2 separate regions of the Sus scrofa genome follow, and region 2 is linked to region 1. Evidence: chromatin contacts called from public Hi-C data. All regions are on one chromosome and are shown on one strand. Each heading gives the region's core, a stretch centred on a gene start, on an enhancer-like site or on the middle of the called end of the contact. The rest is flanking DNA. Distances are from core to core; before and after follow the strand shown.

The links. Hi-C and Micro-C count contacts between places; a contact is called where the count stands out from the background.
Region 2: a Hi-C map of liver shows a contact between it and region 1, with 2.9 times the contacts expected there. The contact joins the promoter of ACBD4 here to the enhancer-like site in region 1. A contact is called at or near these places in 4 of 5 promoter capture datasets (fetal liver, fetal skeletal muscle and liver), 28 of 47 Hi-C or Micro-C datasets (alveolar macrophages, blood, embryonic fibroblasts and 11 more) and 2 of 2 datasets of contacts at active chromatin or transcription factors (alveolar macrophages and skeletal muscle).

What each region holds. Positions count from the first base shown.
Region 1 is chr12:18,246,342-18,251,692 of Sscrofa11.1, reverse strand. It overlaps HEXIM2 (protein HEXIM2), which reads left to right. Exons shown (of 3, transcript XM_013980892.2): 3 at 1-269. The coding sequence ends at 70. Among named protein-coding and RNA genes, the nearest start is that of HEXIM2, 14 kb to the left of the region's middle. Within about 2 kb of position 3,147, at least 75 of the 83 cell types and tissues checked have an H3K27ac peak or open chromatin away from gene starts, as enhancers often do. A contact at or near this core is called in alveolar macrophages, fetal liver, fetal skeletal muscle and 6 more, where this site is marked.
Region 2 is chr12:18,278,703-18,284,053 of Sscrofa11.1, reverse strand. ACBD4 (acyl-CoA-binding domain-containing protein 4) reads left to right here and starts at 2,415. Exons shown (of 10, transcript XM_003358011.4): 1 at 2,415-4,049; 2 at 4,155-4,554; 3 at 4,816-4,936; 4 at 5,008-5,092. The coding sequence starts at 4,467. PLCD3 (1-phosphatidylinositol 4,5-bisphosphate phosphodiesterase delta-3) reads right to left here and starts at 2,547. Exons shown (of 15, transcript XM_003131325.4): 1 at 2,027-2,547. The coding sequence starts at 2,177.

The DNA of each region.
Region 1 (5,351 bases), core at 1,898-4,397:
GCGGCTTCGGCAGGAGAATGAGATGTGGAACCGAGAGGGCAGCCGCCGGGGTGGGGAGCCGGGCACCTAGGGGTGCTCCCCCGCCAGGCCGATCCAAGGAGAAGACCCATTTCATGCCCACTCAGGCCAGCTGGGTCTCAGGGAGGCAGGTCTCAGCACCCTGTGCCCTCCGAGAACGGCTGATGTAGGTTCAGGCTTCCACCTTGTTATGGCCACAGTTCTTTGATGTCATCTTATTTTTCACAAATTAAATGATTCTGGTGAGATTACGTGAGAGTGGCTAGGGTTGATGTCACAAGGGCGGCTCTGAGAGTCAGAGCACGTTCATCCCGGAGAGGCCCAGCGCTGCCCGGAGCCTGGGAGGAGAGCCGACCTCTGCACTGGGGGCCTCTCGCGGTCTCCAGGATGACGGAAGTCTCTTCTGTGTGTCTGGGAGCAGTCAGACTGCTCTGAAGGTTTTAAAGAGGGGGAGGCAGGGGGCTCAGGCAGGAGCCAGGTTCCACCAGAGCCTGACTCAAGATGCCAGATTGCTGTGAGGCGCTCGGAGCGCCCCCTGGAGGAGAGAGGGCTGGGCTCAAGCCCCAGGGTTTCTTCAGGGTTTGTTCCCAGGCTCCCTGTATTTTGCTTATCCGCCCACAGTTGAGAGGGCTGGACTAAACAAGGTCTGGGTGCCTTGTGTCTCCTTGTCCTTGACAGCCCCCCATGTCCCACATATCCTGGCTGGGGGTTGGGCAGGAGGTTTGTGGTCACCTTTGCCCCTGACCTTCTGGAAGGGCACTTACAAGTAAGCGCTGAAGGGAAGTTTGCTCCTGATGGAACCTAAGCCCAAGGGAGGTTGAGCAGCGGATCAGTCAGCAGAGCTGGTGGTGGGCCTTCCCCGCGCCTGTCATGCATCCGTGCATCCTGCTCCTTTTAGCCTGATCACCTGCGTGGCTACTTCCCTCCGAGGCGAGCCCCTCACCTGCCTGCCTAATAGAGAGCTGAGTCAACCCGGTTATGCAGGTGCCAGACAATCAGCAGTACTGGGCTCTGAAGCGAGCTCTTCATCCTCAGACCTACCCTTGCCCAGACACCTTGTGGCTGTGGAGTGTCAGGCTGCGGTGGTGGAGGGGAAGTTAGTCAACTCACCCCGTGAGCCTGCGATGGCTCTGCCACCAAGCGCAGGGAGGGGCAGAGGCCTGGCCTGCCCAGCGTAACCTCCATTCCAGGAAAGCTCATCGTGACAGGCCGCATTGGGCGAGAGAAGCGCTCAGGCCTGGGAGCTGCTGGGATGGAAATGTTGACAAACCCCGTGTGTTGCCAGGACAACTGTCCTTTCTGCCCTGCCACACCCAGGCCTCACCAGCATCTTCTACAACGGAGCAAGGCCAGAAGAGATTCTAGGAAGCGAAGGGTCTTAAGAAAGCAAAATTTCCCAGCATTGGGGGGTCTCCTCCCACAACCCCAGCTGAGAGTTTTAGCTTCCTCACTTTTGATCCCAGACAGCTCTGTCAGGAAGGGCTAGAGGAGTGACTGCCCCACTTTGCAGATGGAAAACCCAAGGCTCAGAGAGGAAGCCGCTTTCTAGGTTCCAGGAAGGCTGGCGAGTCCCCTGTGTGGTGCTAGCCAGGGACCCGGAGGGCCCGCCCACCCCCCCGGGCAGGGCACGGGCAGCCTCCAGCTGCTGCATTCCTCAGCCTGGAGCCGGAGGGGAGGGGAGGGGAGGGGAGGGGTCGGCCAGGACAAGGTTGTTTACCCAAAGCCTGTGTGCGCATAAAGTAACTAGGAGGGGAGAGAAGGTTCCAGAGGGCTGCTGGAGTGGGGGGCGGGGAGGGGTGTGGGCGCGAAGTTGAGGGCGTGCTAGGGGTGTGTCCAGAAGGCAGCTTAGGCCCGAGCAGGCTGGAGCAGCATACGGGGGAGGGGACAGGTGAGTTTGGCCGATCTTGGCCCAGAAGCCCAGGATCCGGGAGACACACACACACACACACACACACACACACACACACACACACACTAACCAAAGGGCTCTGGTCCTCTCCACCCCCAACACACACACACACACACACACACACACAAACACACACACTAACCAAAGGGCTCTGGTCCTCTCCACCCCCAACACACACACACACACACCCCAAAGGGCTCTGGGTCAGGGCCAACAGAGGTGGGTTGATTTTTCCCAACTGGAGAGGCCCAGGTTGGGCCAAGAAGAAAAGAGGAGTGTGAGCTGCGAGTGTCAGGAGAGATCAGTGAAGTAGAGTCAGTGTCACCTGTCCTCCCTATCTGGGTCCCTGACCTCAGGGCCCCGGACCTAGGCTAGAGCTGGGGTGTCTGGGCCCAGCACTGGGGAGAGCCAGCTTAGCTCCAGGGCCAGACACACGTTCCGTTGGGTCCCTGCTCTTCCTTCCCGGGCTGCCTGCTGGGCCAGGGCCTGGGCTTCCCTCCGACCGACCGACCCCCCCTCAGTGAGGAAGCTACCAGCCTGGCTCAGACACACCCCCCTTTCCTCCCCAGGCCTTTCCTCAGAGAATGCTCTGTGCCCCACTTCCCAAGCCCCAGAGAGGCAGGTGTTCGCAGGAGGGACGGCGGGAGCTTCCCACCACCCCTGCGTACCCCGGTCTGGGGTCCTCCTTTCTTCTCACCCCGGGTGGACACCGTGTGTGCCACAGACCTCCCCTGCCTGCAATGAGGTCAAGGTATTCGAGGTGGTGGGGTGGACAGAGCCGCTGAGGGGGCAGAAGGGGCCTGCCAGCAAGTGGGAAGGCAGTCTGAGGTGACGTGGTTCAGTGTGAGCGAAGAGGGTGGCCAGGTCCCATGGCCCCCGGGGGACGCAGGCAGGGATGGCACTGGCCCTTTAAGTGGGGGTGCCCGTCAGTGCCCTCCCCCAGCCAACCCAATGCGAGGGCACACTGAGCATGTGCAGGAGCTGTGCAAGCCGAGGGGAGGGAAGTGGGGGGATAGATTCCGGAGGGAGCTCCGCACCCCCCTACTTCCTGTAGCAGCCCCCATTCTCCTTCCTGGGTCTGACAAAGGAGCCCACGGTGCTCAGCTAATCCCTTCGCCCTTCTTAGATCCCCGGTGGGTGCTCCCCTCTGGGGCCCCGGGGTCTGCGAGGGGTGACTGAGGCCCTGAGCAGCCCCCCTGCTGCCTGGAGGGGGCATTGACACTCAGCCCAGTGCCATCCTCACTTCCCCCATGTGGGTGTGGGCGGCGGGTAATCTTCCTGCTTCTTAACATGTTTGATTTCATTCCATTGGTGCCAGGGTTTCTAAAGGAATTATCTACCCTGATGACGCTCTGCTCTGAAAATTAAAAACAGCTAAGAAGATGAGATCCCTGCCCCCACCCCCAGGAGCTTCCAGTCTAAAGCCCCGAGGGGAAGCAAACAGCTCTGAGGCTGAAAGCGCCTGCCCCGCTCCCTCTCCTTCCTCTAAGGTGCAGTGGCTCCCAAGTTCACAGGATCAAACTGCTTCCTCCATCAGCTGCATCCTCCAGGCCACCCTCCCTGGCAGCCTAGGAAACTCCCTCCCTCAAGTCCTTTCCCCACCTCAGAGTTCCCTGCTTCTGCAACACCCTCCTTCCCTCACACCAGGCCCTTTTTCACTTTCCCCTCCCCCCTTGGCACTTGCCTGCTCTTCTCCTTCTTGTACTCTCTTATCTGAGGGTACCCATATTTTTAATTGAGGTGAAGTGCACGTAGCATAAAATCAACCTCTTTTTTTAGGGCTGCACCCGTGGCACCTGGAGGGTCCCAGGCTAGGGGTCGAACCGCAGCTGTAGCTGCCAGCCTACACGCCACAGCCACAATGCCAGATCCAAGCCATGTCTGCGACCTGCCACCTACGCTACAGTTCATGGCAACGCCAGATCTTCGACCCACCTGAGCGAGGCCAGGGACTGAACACGGCTAGGGACCGAACGTGCGTCCTCGTGGATGCTATTCAGATTCTCTTCCGCCGAGCCACAATGGGAACTCCAACCATCAACCATTTTAAAGTGAGCAGTTCAGTGCCATGTAGCACCTTTGCAATGTGTACAACTGCCACCTCCATTAAGTTCCAAACATCATCAACCCCAAAGGTAACCCCATCCCATCCCCTCCTTTTTCCAGCCCAGGCAACCACCAATCTGCCTTCTCTCTCTGTGGATTTACTTATTCTGGATATCCTGCTAGCAGAGGCAAGAGGGAAAGACCAGTCTCATGGGGCCTGTATGCAGAAATTACAGATTCTCTGAGGGCCTGTTGTGGAGGGAGCACTGGACTGGGAGTCCCTGTGATGCATCCCAGTTCTGCTGTTTTTTTTTTTTTTTTTTTTTTTTTTTAGGGTTGCACCCATAGCATATGGAAGTGCCCAGGCTAGGGGTCGAATCGGAGCTCTACCCACTGGCCTACGCCTACACCGCAGCAATGCAGGATCCAAGCCACTTGGCAATGCTGGATCCTTAACCCACTGAGAGAGGCCAGGGATCGAACCTGGGTCCTCATGGATCCTAGTCAGATTCATTTCCGCTGAGCCACGATAGGAACTCCTCCCAGTTCTGCTTCTAACTCTCGGTTCTCCTCTTCTCCTGTGTCCAAGGTGGTGGTGAAGGGGCTTTAGATCAGTCTAGGATCCTGGGCCCTCTCAGGCTCATCCCTGGCTGGAGGCTTCTATTTAGGATTGTGGTGCCTGGCCTGAAAAATATTCCTCTTTGATCCTGTTGGCTCCTCCATGTCAGGTCCAGCCAGTGAAGGTGGACCCTGGGGGACTGTGTGACTAATACTGTGGAGTTTGGGGTAGGTGAGGAAACTCCGGCTCAGAGAGGTTGAGAAACTTGCGCAAGGCCACACAGCTTCTGCTGCCCTGGAGTAGCAGCTGGTTCTGCCTGATTGTGTTTGCACTCTTGACCACTGTGTTCTCCTGTCTTCAAAAAGATAAAGTTAAGGGCTTAGCACAGTGCCAGCTGTGTGGGAGGTGCTCTCAAGTGGAAGCAGCCATAAATTTTACTGCTGGTGGGGCATTGCGTAATTGTAAAGGGAATATCTCCATTCCAAGGTGGTTCTTGGGAGTTCCCCTCACCCCCCCCAACCTTATCTTTACCCTCCACTGGGCTCCCTAGAATGACAGCCTCTTTGGGGGCCAAGGGGCTGCCTGGACCCTAAGCCTTCAGGGCAGGTGGGAGTGGGAAGCATGGCTCCTCCCTCCCCCCAAGAAGGAGATGTTATTGTTGCCTTCAGCGGAGCTCAGCTCACCCATTCTCCATGGCTGACTATCCACCCCTCTCTCCCAAACAGAAAGGACTTTGTGGACCCGGGGAAGAAGGGGACTGCACAGGACTTGCCTGGCGGGGCACAGACTGAGCAGCTGGCTTCCCAGTTGGCCACTGTG
Region 2 (5,351 bases), core at 1,166-3,665, 33 kb before region 1:
CTCAACTCCCAATGGCCACCCTCCTCTCCCCACCCCCTCTGCTCCTTTTCCCAGAGGGTGACACTGCCAGCCACCAGAGACACCTTTCAGATCCCGCCAACTGCAGAGTGCGGCCCAGCCTACCTTCTGGTGATTCTGGGATCGATCTCAGCTGCACAGGCCCACGCCTGCACGCCAGCCACCACAGCCTGCAAAACGGACCCTCAGCCTTCCTCCTGGGAGTCTCCCACTTTCACCCCAGCCTTTGTCCCACCCATCCCTATTCTGCACAGCTCCTGCCTCTCTCCTCCTGCCTGGGACCTTCCCAGGACCCTGCTTCCCGGGGAAAAGAGAGAGAAAGCCCGTAACCCTCTAAGGAGAGGCCTAGGGGATCCAGCCTCCACCTGCCTCCCCCCTTCTCCTCACTCCAGTCTCCGCCCAGCTCTGGGGTGCAGCTGGGGCACCCCAGCATCTCCCTGGCCCCTTCCCGCATAGCCTGGTGCCTTTGCTTCCTTGTCTGACCTCCTTGCTGGTGCCTCAGCTCTCTGAGGGCCAGCACCAAGTCTGTATCGTTCAGTACTGAGTCCCCAGGGCACAGCATACCATAGGCACTCAATAAATACCTGCTGAATGCCTGTGCGGGTGATGGGGAGAAAGGCAGAGATCGTGTCTCCTGCCTCTGTAAGGAGAGTGCCAGGCATGGTGCTCAGAAAGCAGCACTCAGTAAATTCAGGTCACACGAGCGAGGGGCCGTAGAAATAAGAACAGGAGGGAAGACGGGCAGTGTGGCCTCAGAATTTGGCCCCAAGATTCACGCAGCAGCCCTGCCCTCCCGTTCCCTCAGCCCCACCTCCAGCCTCTCCATCATTAACTCTTCTACCAACCACAGTTCTACGAGACCACTTCAGCTTTACAGTACTTTTTTTTTTTTCTCTTTGCCTTTTCTTGAGCCGCTGCCATGGCATATGGAGGTTCCCAGGATAGGGGTCTAACCAGAGCTGTAGCCACCGGCCTATGCCAGAGTCACAGCAACATGGGATCTGAGCCTCGTCTACAACCCACACTACAGCTCACGGCAACGCCGGATCCTTAACCCACTGAGTGAGGTCAGGGATCGAACCCGCAACCTCATGGTTCCTAGTCGGATTTGTTAACCACTGAGCCACGACAGGAACTCCAGCTTTACAGTACTTTACATCGCACAAAATAATCTCACAATACACACCCCATTCAAGGTCTCAACTCCCCCGTCAGTCCCGCTTTGCCCAGACTCAGAGAGGGTACCAGAGGCAGTGTGGGGGGCATGCCAAGCTTTGCCCTTTGGTAAAGGCTGTGTGGCCATAGACAAATTCCTTGCCTTCTCTGAGTCAGTGTCCTCCCCTGTAAAACGAGGGTCACACCACCTACCTCTCAGGCAGGGGAAGGCTGAAGGTCACCACATCTGTAACCACCCAGGGCCACCTGGGTCTGGGGGATGCTTAACAAACCACAGTTACATTCCTTTCCCCCCAGTGACTTCCCCCAAATCTGAGAGGGCAGCTCTGGCTTTCTGACGCCACAGGTCAGTGTTCTCACCAGTTAGACCAGTCCTACCAGTGCTGTGTGGCTGCTCTGACCCCAGTGGGGGCTGCAGGACTGGAGGGCTGGCTTGAGATGTCAGCCTCTTCTACAATTTTCACGCCTTCCTAAGGGGGCCAAGAACCCAGGATTGGGGAGCACAGGGTTGGGGAGGGGGTGAGGGACACCACCTCAAGCCTGTCACTCCCACTCCGCTCTCCTGGCCTTTTGGGACCCCAGTCCGCGTCGCTCGCCCAAACTCCCACTCCACACGCCCCGCGGGCGCCTCCTGGTGGGAACAGACCTGGGAACCTCGGGTGACCCCAGGTGCGACCCCCGGCCGGAACGGGGCTGGCGTTCCCTCTCTCGCCAGACCCCCACAGCCCCACTGGGAGGCCCACGAACGGCTCCCCGGAACACCCCGACCCTCCCAGCTTGCGCCCCCCGGGCCATCCGCGCCCTCCCAGAGCCGCCCCGGCCGCTCACTGACCCATCTTCTTCAACGCCCGCAGCCCGGGCCTCTTGGTGCCGCCGTCCTGGGGCGCGGGCGGGGACGGGAGCGCGACGGGCGCTGCGACCTGGGCCGGCACGGGGGGCTCCTCTGGCCGCCGGTGGCGGCTCCTCCAGAGGCCGCACAGCATGGCTCGGGGGTGGTGGGGGGACCGGGGCCGGGCCCCGGGACTCTGCGTGCGGTGCCGAGTAGAGAAACTTAGCGGCGCCAGGAGGGAATCGGGAGGAGGAGGTGTCGGGAGGAGGGAGAGAGGGAGGGGCGAGGGTCAAGGAAGGAGGGGCCGGGAGGGACGGGGCGGGGCCAGGACGGCGCCGGGGGGCGGGGGGGCGCGAGGCTGCGGGGCGTGGGGGGTGCGAGGCTGCGGCGCGAGGGGGGCGGTGACCCCGGGCGGGGATCTGTGCCCCAGCGGAGGTGTGCGGAGGGAGCCCGGTCCGCGCCCCGGAGTCCCTGCGTTCGCCCCCAGCTCCTGAATCCGCCTCCCCATTCTCCGATCGGTCTTCGAATCCCGGTCCTATCCCAGTCCCGAGCTCCTTGGTGCGGGGGAAGCGGCGGAAGGGGCCTGAGCTGCCCTCAGTACAGACGGAGGACCTTTCTCCACCCTCCCCTTCCCCGACCCACCCGAGAAAGGAGCCAGACTGGGTTCGGGGTCTGTGGGCGGGCTCGCCCAGGGCCTAGGGTTCGAGGGCCCACAAAGAGGATAGAACCCCAGGAGCTGAGCGGGGCGACAGGGTGCAAAGGCCCGAACCGGAGCGGGGGCAGCGGGAACTGACGGGAGAGGTGGAGGGAGGAGGGCTCCGGCTGTGACATCATAGGATTAACCCTCTCCGCGCCCGGCCACTTGCTGCCCCCAAAGGGGTAGAAGGCTCGAAGATGACTGGTCTGGAGAAGGTGGGCGTTAAGTCTGGAGTCCTCGGCAGAATCTCGGTTCTGGGGACCGAGGCTTGAACCGTTTGGCACCCCCACTGGGTGTTTGAGAGTACCCGGACGGCCACCGCACGTTACACAGATGTCCGCGACATCAAGCTGTGGATGAGCGTCGAGTGCGGATTCTGGTGACAGTGTCATGCGCGCACTTACTACCTATGAAACCACCAGCGTGTTTGTGCACGGAGGGCGGTATCTGCGTTTCCTGCAGCAAGAGCCCTGAGGGGCAGAGAGCTGGGTGCACACTGCCACTTGGCGGCTGCCGGAAGCGTGGCATCCCCAAAATAAAAGTTTCTCAGGACCTAGATTTGCCACCTGCTGCTCTACTTCAATCTCAGATAGCCCGGGCCGACCCAGAGTTTCCGTCCGTGCTGGCTCGAGTCTCCACATCTCTCTGGATATTCTTTCTGAATATTAAGTCTTTACCTCCATATTATTTTTTCTTTTGGCCGCGCCCGCGGGGGGTATAAGTTCCTAGGCCAGGGATCGAACCTGAACCACAGCAGTGACCAAAGCCTCTGCAGTGACAACACCGGATCCTTAACCCGCTGTGTCAAAAGAGAAATGCTTTGTTTTGCGTACTTTTGATCCTGCAATTCCTTCCTTCCAAAACTCAGCTCTAATGGTTCCTCCAGAACCCCTGCCCTCAGGACCTGATTCCCCTTTTTCCTCCCCAGCGCCTGGTGAGTCTTCTGAGGAGCTGAATTGCTCGAATATGCAGGTTCAGGTTCAGCTGGCTACGCCTGTTTCCACCAGGGGGCGCAAGGAGTCAGCGTCCGTTCCCGACGTCCACCAGGGGGCGCTTCCGCCCGTCTCTGGCCCTCCAGGGTTGAGGAGCCAAGCCACAGATTCGCCCTGCCTGATTGGGAGAGGCACCACTAAACTATTTGCATAATTTTGAAAGGGCCGCTCTGAATGGTTACGGTATAGAAGAAATCTGAAACAGGCTCGTTCATTGGTTGAATTTTTCCCCTTTCCTCGGCGTCCCCATCCCGGCCAGACTCGCCCCGGAGGTCAGTCGGCAACCTCTGTGCGGGGGGCTGGGAAACCCAGGTGTCCAGGCAGTGGGCATTGCAAGGTGAGTGCCGGGCAGCCAGGTTCCGGGCCGGGGTGTGGGGGACCAGGATGGGAGACTGTTCGCACCGCACTGACTCCTCTTGGCTTGTCCCTTGGCCTTGTCTAGGAGAATTGTATCTAGGGGTTCACTGTGACCCTTGCCACCTGCCTCTCCACCCACACCCGAGGTTCTCTCCGTCGAGCCTGGTCCCACCCACGCTGCCTCGGCGTGGGGCAAGGAGTCTCCTCGGCCGCACCTCCTGACTTCCCGCGGCATCTCACTCAGGCCTCCGAAGAGCTTAGTTTGCCCCCCTGGAGAGTGGACCGCTGGCTTGGAGGTGTGTGCCCGGGAGCGGGGGACCCTGGGGGCCTGCTCACAACAGGCTTGTTCTTGCAGAGTCGCTCAAAAGTAGGGCCCCAGGGCTCGGAGCAGCTGGGTATGGGTACTGAGAGTGAAAGTCCAGAACCGGACTGCCAGAAACAGTTCCAGGCTGCAGTCAACGTCATTCAGAACCTGCCTAAGAACGGTGAGGGTACTGGCATCTGCGTTTGGGGGTTGAAACGACTGGGGTTCACCACCCAGGAGGCTCTGATCCCGGCAGTTTTTGCAGGCAAATCCTTGCTTGGGCTGTCCCGGACCGCCCCCCACCCCGCCCCCCGCCCCGGTGAGGCTGCCCTGGCTGGGACCCCTCAAGACCTCTGCCTCTGCAAGAGTGGGTCTCGCCCACCTCCATCCTCTTGGAGCTGGAGGTGATGCTCTGCCCTCCACTTCCCAACCCCCTGCCCAGGCTCTTACCGCCCATCCTACGAAGAGATGCTGCGATTCTACAGCTACTACAAGCAGGCTACCGTGGGTCCCTGCCTGGTCCCCCGGCCTGGGTTCTGGGACCCTATTGGACGTTATAAATGGTGAGCTCCCTATCCGCTGGCCAAACAAGCCTCAACTGTCAACCAGCCTTTCACAACCCTCTGCCCCCCAGGGACGCCTGGAACAGCCTGGGCAAGATGAGCAGGGAGGAGGCCATGTCTGCCTACATCACTGAGATGAAGCTGGTGGCACAGAAGGTAGGCAGAGGCGGCTGCAGACCCCTCTCTGTGCCCAGGCTCTCAGCCAGGTGACCTGCCCCAGCTTCCAGTCTGACCCCCATTGTGTTTCCAGCACATCGATACCCTTCTGGAGCTGTTCCCCCACCCCTGCCAGTCTCTGGTTCCTGTCTGGGCACAAGGTGGAGGCGTGCGACAGGGCAGGAGCAGGGTGGAGGTGGCCCAGCTCAAGGGGGTAGGAGGACAGTGGTGAGAGGGGCCAGCCTTTCCCCATTAACCC